Regions from separate parts of the Mus musculus genome. Here region 2 is linked to region 1. The links are chromatin contacts, called in public HiChIP or PLAC-seq maps. All regions are on one chromosome and are shown on one strand. Each heading gives the region's core, a stretch centred on a gene start, on an enhancer-like site or on the middle of the called end of the contact. The rest is flanking DNA. Distances are from core to core; before and after follow the strand shown.

The links. HiChIP or PLAC-seq counts read pairs in DNA pulled down with a chosen protein or histone mark.
Region 2: a contact with region 1 is called in an H3K4me3 HiChIP or PLAC-seq map of neural tube, with 5 times the contacts expected there. The contact joins the promoter of Gnai1 here to the promoter of Cd36 in region 1. A contact is called at or near these places in 1 of 39 promoter capture datasets (hippocampal neurons), 1 of 484 Hi-C or Micro-C datasets (stem cell-derived neural progenitor cells) and 2 of 115 datasets of contacts at active chromatin or transcription factors (embryonic limb bud and neural tube).

The regions. Positions count from the first base shown.
Region 1 is chr5:17,833,659-17,837,500 of GRCm38.p6, forward strand. Cd36 (CD36 molecule) reads right to left here and starts at 2,238. Exons shown (of 15, transcript NM_007643.4): 1 at 1,960-2,238.
Region 2 is chr5:18,358,631-18,362,865 of GRCm38.p6, forward strand. It overlaps Gnai1 (guanine nucleotide binding protein (G protein), alpha inhibiting 1), which reads right to left and starts at 1,783. Exons shown (of 8, transcript NM_010305.1): 1 at 1,422-1,783. The coding sequence starts at 1,539.

The DNA.
Region 1 (3,842 bases), core at 988-3,487:
CCTTGGATATGATCATTTGCTAGAGCAGCCATGTTGCTAGATTAAAATTCCTCTATAGGAAGATGTTCAGCTATTTGGTAGTAGTTGACCATGCTGAAACAAAAGACCTAGGAAAATTGTTATAAAATTATGTGTAGAAATAGAACTCTCTGGTTAAATAGCACATATGATTCAGTGTTAAATATAAGCTCAGAGAAGGGCTAAAAGGCAGAAGATGGTAAGGATTCAGTTGTGTTTTTTTGTAAATTATTTTGTTATTCTATTTTCTCCAAGATTGATATAGATTAAGAAAGATTACAAGTGTACACAAGAAGAAGTTAAAATGTGCAAATAATGAGTTTCATGTATTATGTAATATTATTTTAAGCAACTGCAATGTAGTAATAACTAATGTTTTGTTGCCCAATACCATAATTTGGAAAAGTGCAGTAATTGTAGTTATATAAAAACTGCATAAATATTTTCAAATTTTAATAAAATCTGATTGTATACATTGCACGTGTAATATTAAATTTTTGTTCAGTGGTGAAATAACTACTCTATCAGACCATGCAATTGAATATTTTAGAAAGTTAACTATAAAACTGTGAATTAAATCACAAAATAGTAACAAAATTGGTTCCTTCAGGAAATGAAAAGCAAAGTAGGCAAAAATATTAAAATTATTCAAATTTAGAGAAATATAACCATAATTTTTATTAATGGTAAGAGGAGCAACTGTGACTTTCAAAATTAATTCCAAACTTTTCAGTACACTCTGTACAAATACCCCACCCATTGTTAACTTTAATATTTTCTCCAGGCCAGCCTGTTATCTGTTAATCTAAATTTGGTTTATTGTTCTGGTTCAATAATGATTTTAGTGGAAAGGGTTTTCTACATTGTTCATTTATATACTCTAAAAGACTCTTGGAAAATCAACTAGTAAAATTTCTTGAGGATTTTATTTTTACTTATTTACAAAGTAGTATGTACAGCAAGGATCTCTTAGACTTTCAAAAGACATTGCCAACTTAAAATTATTTATGAAAGGACTGGAAAGTCTTGGATCCTTACATCTTTAGAAACATTTCAAATTTATTATTAAAAATTATGCCATTTATAGTTACTTAGTTAATAACAATAATAGTTAATAATTAGGTAGTTAATTTTTTTCTAAAATGTGTTATCTATTCTTTAAACCCAAAATTATGATTTAGGGAAATAACTTACTAGTATTTGAAATGATTTTTTTAATTTTCAAAGGCATTAATTTTCTTTCATTTTTACATTTAAGTAGTATACTGATACACATTAATTAAATTTAAAGTAATTATTTGAAATTACCCACTCCTTTTGGGAAGTAAAATATTTTTGTTCATTAGAGAAAAGTGCTCAGTAAATGTATATGTAATTCCTGCCTTACTCCTAACTGTGGAGAAAATAATCAAGTTCACCACAAATTGTCCACTGAAACTTCAACAAGCTAATGACACTGAACAACAGCAAATAGTTAACAAATTGCATTCAAGACAGAGTGCTCTATAAGATTTACAAGTTGTTTATATACTAATCTCACTGTATCAACACTCTTGAAAAATGTTCTTATATTTTAAAGTAAAAATCATGTTTAAATAGAGAAGTTTTGAATAAAACCCAAATTGGCCTATAAATCATTTTAAATATTGACAAAGGAGTGTTGAAAATATACATGATATCAAAAATCATAAACTAAAATATCACTTGTCACTGAACAATATTTTAATACTATCCAGCAAAAATATAGGTAGATCTGTAAATAACATATAAGCATTCAATAAAGCCTAAAGACTGTAAGAAAACAATGGATTTATTTATTCTTCATTTGACATTTTTCATAGTAAGTGTTTTAAAATGCTATTATCTCCTCTCAGTGTAAAGGCAGACAAATTTTTCTTTCTTTCTTTTTTTAATGTAAAGGGAAAATCCCATATAACTTACCTTTGAAAGGCTAGGAAACCATCCACCAGTTGCTCCACACATTTCAGAAGGCAGCTGTGAAGAAGAAAAAGTCCTCAGTAGAAAACCCCTACCCTGAATTCCTCACTACTTATGTGTGTGAGAGTTGAAACGAGCTTTAAAAAATTCAATGTCAGATGCTAATTTGTGGTTGGTTGCCAAGGGAATTGAAAAAAAGAAGAGAAAGAAAAAAGTCACACTTCACTGCTAGTTAAGCTCACAAGGGTCTATTTCTGGTGAAGACCCATCACCTACATTTGAAATACTCAGCAGTCTTTTTTTTTTTTTTTTGGCCATGTTCCCATCCAAGTAAGTCAGAGGCCAGAGAACCAACGGAACTGATTTGAGCCGCCCCTGATTTGAGCCGCCCCTTCTATACTTTGTTTTCCATTGTAATTGTTATTCCAGATGCTGGAGTGTAGCAGCAAGGGGGAAGTAAATTAGGGAACTGATTGGTCTGTCCCAACAAAGCCTGAAAATCTCAGGTCATAAAGTGCAGAGAAGAGTGTTTTTCTATACTACCTAGCATGAACCTGAAGACTTTCAGATTCATAATTTGGAAAACAATTGGAAACTCTTGTCAATCAACAGGGATGACAAACAAATTTTACAAAAGGAAATGGCCCATTGTTCTAGATGGAAGTTCTTAACTATTTGTCATTTTTTGTTGTTAATTTAGCTGAAATTTCAAGAGGATGGTGATATGCTTATAAAAAAAATAGCCTAAATATATTCATCCAAAATAGAAAGCACAAGTACCAAACAACTCTAATACTACTGAGCATAGCATGTCATCAACCTCAGCCATTCTAGATCTACAATGGGAAGAATATTCTCACAAAAAATCCACTAGCAGACAGGCAAAACCCTCATAAGGTTATCACGGCCAAAAGCTGGCAAGCTCACTAGAAAATCGTCTCCAGGTCGCTCCTGAAATGAAGCAACTAAGAGTCACGGGCAAGAATATATTTAGCTCATAAGCTCAGGGATAAGCCATTCCTTGGTCTTACATTGTGCCTGCCATTGGTGTGTGACCCTGGCAGATCTCCCTCTCACTTACAGGGGTGAAAAATGACTGGAGAACATCTGAAACTCCTTCTTAGCCTCATGAGGTTTCCCAGGGGATAACACCAATATATTTATTTAACTACTACCAAAAGGTCATTAACATACTTCAGGGTTATAGGGGTTTTGACTTTGATTTCAGTGGGAAAAGTGATGACACCATCTTGTAAACCCTCAATATAAGTTACTTATGCGTTTCATATTGAACGAGTTACTTATAGGAAAGGAAACCTTAAAACTGTGAAAAATGTATCTACATTGCATGATATGACAAGGAAAGAAAAAGAATACCTTAAGAAATATTTTAACCAGGATTGTGAATTTTCTACAAATGTATTATGGACTTCAATCTTTTTGATATAAATACTTTTTTTCCCTCAGATTTAATTCTCATGCATATAAATACCAACACAGCCATCTAGAGCTAGGTTTCCAACACAAGTACAGATAAAGTTAAGTCATAAAGAGAATATTTAACAACATTGGGAAGATCAATACAAATTTAGGAAGATAGGGGCACTAACAGAAAACGATATTTCCTGCAAATAGATGTGCACATGAACATTGCATTCACTTGACTGATTATTAGTCACACTAATGTCATATGTATCTTCTGACTTTCTCTGGAGAGTAAAATGTTACATCTTCCACTGTACATGCCAAAACACCAAATTTACATTCACTAAGACCACTGGTAGATGTTGTCCAACCTCATAGCCAACAGCTCTTGCTATTCAAGATGCAAAAGGCACACCATGGAATTGAATCCACAACATGAATTTTTTGTAATCTTTTTTTAT
Region 2 (4,235 bases), core at 533-3,032, 520 kb after region 1:
GCTGCCACTATCACTGGGAGGGCTCATTTTACAACTGCTTTAAATGTGGTGGATGGTAGCTCCAACTGAGAACAGTATTACAACCAAGGAGACCTTCCAAGCAGGTGCTCTGAAGCCACAGAGAAAGAACTGTCTAATCCCTTTATTTTATGTTTATTGTAAGTTACATGGTTCTGTGGCTAATATTCTAAAAACACGCCGATCTCATGGAAAGACAGTATCTTTTTAATATAAAAACTCAGTCAATCCTATTTACAGAGAAAGATTTATGGGGAGGCTGTGATGGGTGAAAAACACCACCCAGGTCTTTAAAATGCAAAGTTATTTCACAGTTTGCTTGCAAAATGACTCAGATCATTATTACTTTTAGTCATGCCAAGTTTGCTTCTTCTAAGCCTACTAGTAATGGAGAAAGAAGGAAATAACCACCATCTTTCTGCAGTCGTTAAACCAATGAAACGGGAGCTTACTAAAAAGCAGATCTGTGCAGCGATGTTTCTCTTTTATCACAACTGTGAGAAGAACACAAGCAAATCGCTGGAAGTGCAAACGAAGATTCTAAGAAATCTATCATCTGCCTAAATACCTACAGTGTGGGAGAAAAACAAACAAAAGGAAAAACCCTGACTCACAGATCTAAAAAAACCATAACCTGTGAATATTTTCCTTATATCGCTCAATCAAAATCCGGATCTACTCTTTTTTTTTTTTCCTCCGTTCAAAAAAACTGGAAGAAAGACCTTCACGTCGCCTATTAGCAAAACAGTGTTAAGAATGAAGAAAGAAAGCATGGTGTGCAGCTGTCAAACCTCACTGGAGCGAACACCGCAGTGGAGGAACGACCCTGTGGTCGAGGAGCCTTTCGCACCTGTCAGGGCTGTTTTCACCCGCGAAGCCTCTTTCCCTTCCTACTATGAGAGCAAACGTAAGCCAACTTTGGTGGTTTCCATCCCCCACCCAGGCAAAATCCAGCTTCCAGAGCAGCTCAAGTCCTTACGCAGGGAAAATCTCAGCGCTCTTTTCCACTCACTGAGTCGCCATATGAAGTTGACAGGAAGATCACTGAGACCCCGCAGAGGAAGAGGACCCACAAAGAGAGCCCCGAGGCCACCCAACGTGGCACTTTCCAGGCGTGGGCAAAGCGCAACGCGGCACGACACCTCTCACCACCGGGTTTCCGTGGAGAGGGGGTGCTTGGCTTTGTGGTCCCGAATTGTCCCTCATCTAGGGAGGGCAAAGCTCAACTTCAAAGATCGGATTCCCACGCGTCCCGCCGCCCCGCCACACTCTGGGCTGCCAGTGAGGTCGCGCGACAGTCACCGCCGCGGCCAAGAAGCCGCCTGCGCTGTTGAGGGACTGGGATGCCGCGCTCGCTCACCGCTGTCCCCCGGCCCGGGCCCCGTCCCCACGGCCGCGCTCACCCAGCAGCAGCAGCTTGACCTCCCGCGCCGCCTTCTCGCCGTCCTCCCGGAGGTTGCGGTCGATCATCTTGCTGCGCTCCACGGCCGCCTTGTCCTCAGCGCTCAATGTGCAGCCCATGGTGGCCGAGCGTCGCCGCGCCCTCGGCGCCGGGGCCGGCTGGCAGAGCGAGGAGAGGCTGGCCCGGAGGCGGCCCCGCTACGTCCTCAGCTCCCGCAAGCTGGAGGCGAGGTCTGCTAGTCCGCACGCTGCCGCCTCGGGCGGCCGTCCCTGCCGGCGACACTCCGCGATCCGCGCCCGCGAATCCCTGCGACCGCTAGGCTCTGCCGCCGCCGCCGCCGCCGCCGCCACCGCAGCTGCCCGTGGCCGAGCCGCAGCCGCGCACAGCCCGAGCGAGCTCGGCGTCCGCGCGCCGCCGCGGCCCCGCCCCTGCCCGCCCCGCGACCACTCCCAGCGCGCGCTCACGCCCGCCCGCGCACGTGCCGTCGGACAGCGCCCCCTCCGACCGCCGCGCGCCCGCGTGATCGCCGAGCCCAGCTTTTCCTGCAGGTCCCCCCACGAGGTGCCCCGTGCGGCCGCTGACTTCTCCAGCTCCGCCTGGGAGCTCACTAACCCCCTCCCACGCTTTGGAGACCACTGCGGGGGATCCGTGGGTACCTGCCCCTTAAGAGCGCGAGTGGGACGCTTGCCAAAGTTGCGAGCAAGGGGTGAGGAAAGGCAGTCCAGGGCATTTGAGCATGCCCGGAGCCTGCAGCCACCCAAGGGTTTACAAAATGTGTAGGCTTAGGTAAAGAACCGTGGGAAATAGAGCGAAATGAGCGAGAAATGGAGCCCTGCGAAACCCGAAGTGGGGAGCAACCAAGCGGGAATTGGGGTCTTGGGGTTGCCAATGCTCACTTCCTCCCTTGCCTTTTCTCTTTTCCTCTGGCTCTCCCTTTGATCTATGCTCACCTCCCTTTTCATAAGGGAACACATTTCTAAGGAATTTCTTCCTAATCCGACAGAAACGTTTGACAAAGAATCAAAGAATTGTTTTAAAATGGCGTGAGCAGTAAAACACACAAACAAGTCTGCGGCCTCTGTGGTAATGGATCGCCTTTAGGGCACTTGTAAGTGTCTTGCCAAGCTGCCTACCCATGGTTTATGGCTCTGTTGTAACTCCTGTGCCAGTAGGCATGGCATTTCTTTTTGTAGGCCTTAGCTTCCTTGCTTTTAAATGAGCTGTTGATCTACACTACAGTCCATCTTTCCAGGGGCAGGCCAAGGACTAGATGGCTTTTCATCCAGCGTGAGGGGAGGAGCATAGGTGGAAGGTTGGACTCTCCTGTCAGTTGCACTGCTGATTATAGGAGAAATGTTGATGAATTAGATGATGAAGCCACTAGCAAAGAAAATACATTCCTCGACGAGATAAAAATTAGGCAATTAGTCTCTGGCTCCCATTTGAATATTTAGCTTCAGGTTGGGTCCCTCAGAGCAAGCAGAGCTTATAGGTTTCCGTTTTGTTAGAGTCACACCTGCGGGGCACAAGATAAGCAATCTTAAGAACTCCCTCCGCTTTTTGTTGGATTCTTTCAAAATAGAACAAAACCCGCACACTTTTAGGGTACTCGGTCACCTTCTACCTCCTTTGTGTTTCCTGACACTCCAAAAGTTCATCAAGAATTCCAGAATTAATGAAATCTAATGTGACTGGGCCATTTGCAGCCATCAGTTGACTGTCCTTCCTCCACGGTTCAGGCCAGATAAGTGTGGGGCCAGCCAAAAGGGAAACAGGACTGAGGCATGGTGAAGCTGCACACCTTGTATAGGAATTGTCAAAGACTTATATGAATTGCCCCTTCCCTTTGAAAAGCTCGTCAAGGACATGAGGAAATAATCCTCACTTCTGAGAGGATGTTGGAAGAACTCTCCAGGGAAGCTGGTGGGCAGGGAACTGAGCACTGGAGCCCTGAACTGGTTGCCATAGCAAAGTATGGTGATCACATGACTTCAACAGCAGGCATTTATTTCTCAAGTCTGGAAATCTAAGATTAAAGGGCCAATGGATCCAGCTCTCTCTCCAGTGAGGGTTTTCTTGAGGAAAGAGGACCAGGGATGAGAGAAGAGAATTCTTTCTTCTCATACTGATATTGGCCCGCCACGTTCAGGATTCCATCTCTATGTACTTCCCAAGGGCTCTGCCTTCCAGACCAGGGTGTTAGGGCTTCAGCCGAAGGGTACTGAGGAGACATAAGCATTCAGTCCAGACTAGGGAATATTTTGTTTCATATGAATATCTAACTAAAAGATTAATAGGCAAAGTGTGAACAGAAGATGGCCAATATTTTATGATTGAAATGAAGTTTGCTGTGATGACTGAAATGAATGGAATGAACTTTTAAAATGAAAGTTTAAAAAGAACTATAAATATTGAGGTAAATAGTTGGACTTGTTACAGTGAGTGCTAAGTGTGCGTACATTCTTCTGAGTTAGGTAATAGAGATATAAAAGGAAAAATCTCTGCATTAGATGAAAACAAATGAGTTACTTACTATACTAATAAGTGAATGACATTGGTAATTCAGATATGAGATGGTAACCATCACTCACACTAGTAATATACATAATTATGATTTTGCAAAATATGACTCAGCAACATTATCAAGGAGTTGGAACAACCATTACGAAATCATCTACTATAGAGTACGTGAAAGAGTAAAATCGAAATTACAGAGGTTAAAAACCTACGTCTGAACACACGTTTCCCTTCAGAAATTCGTGATTGTTTTAACAGCTATACTAATTCCATAACACCTATCAATTTGAAATGTTCA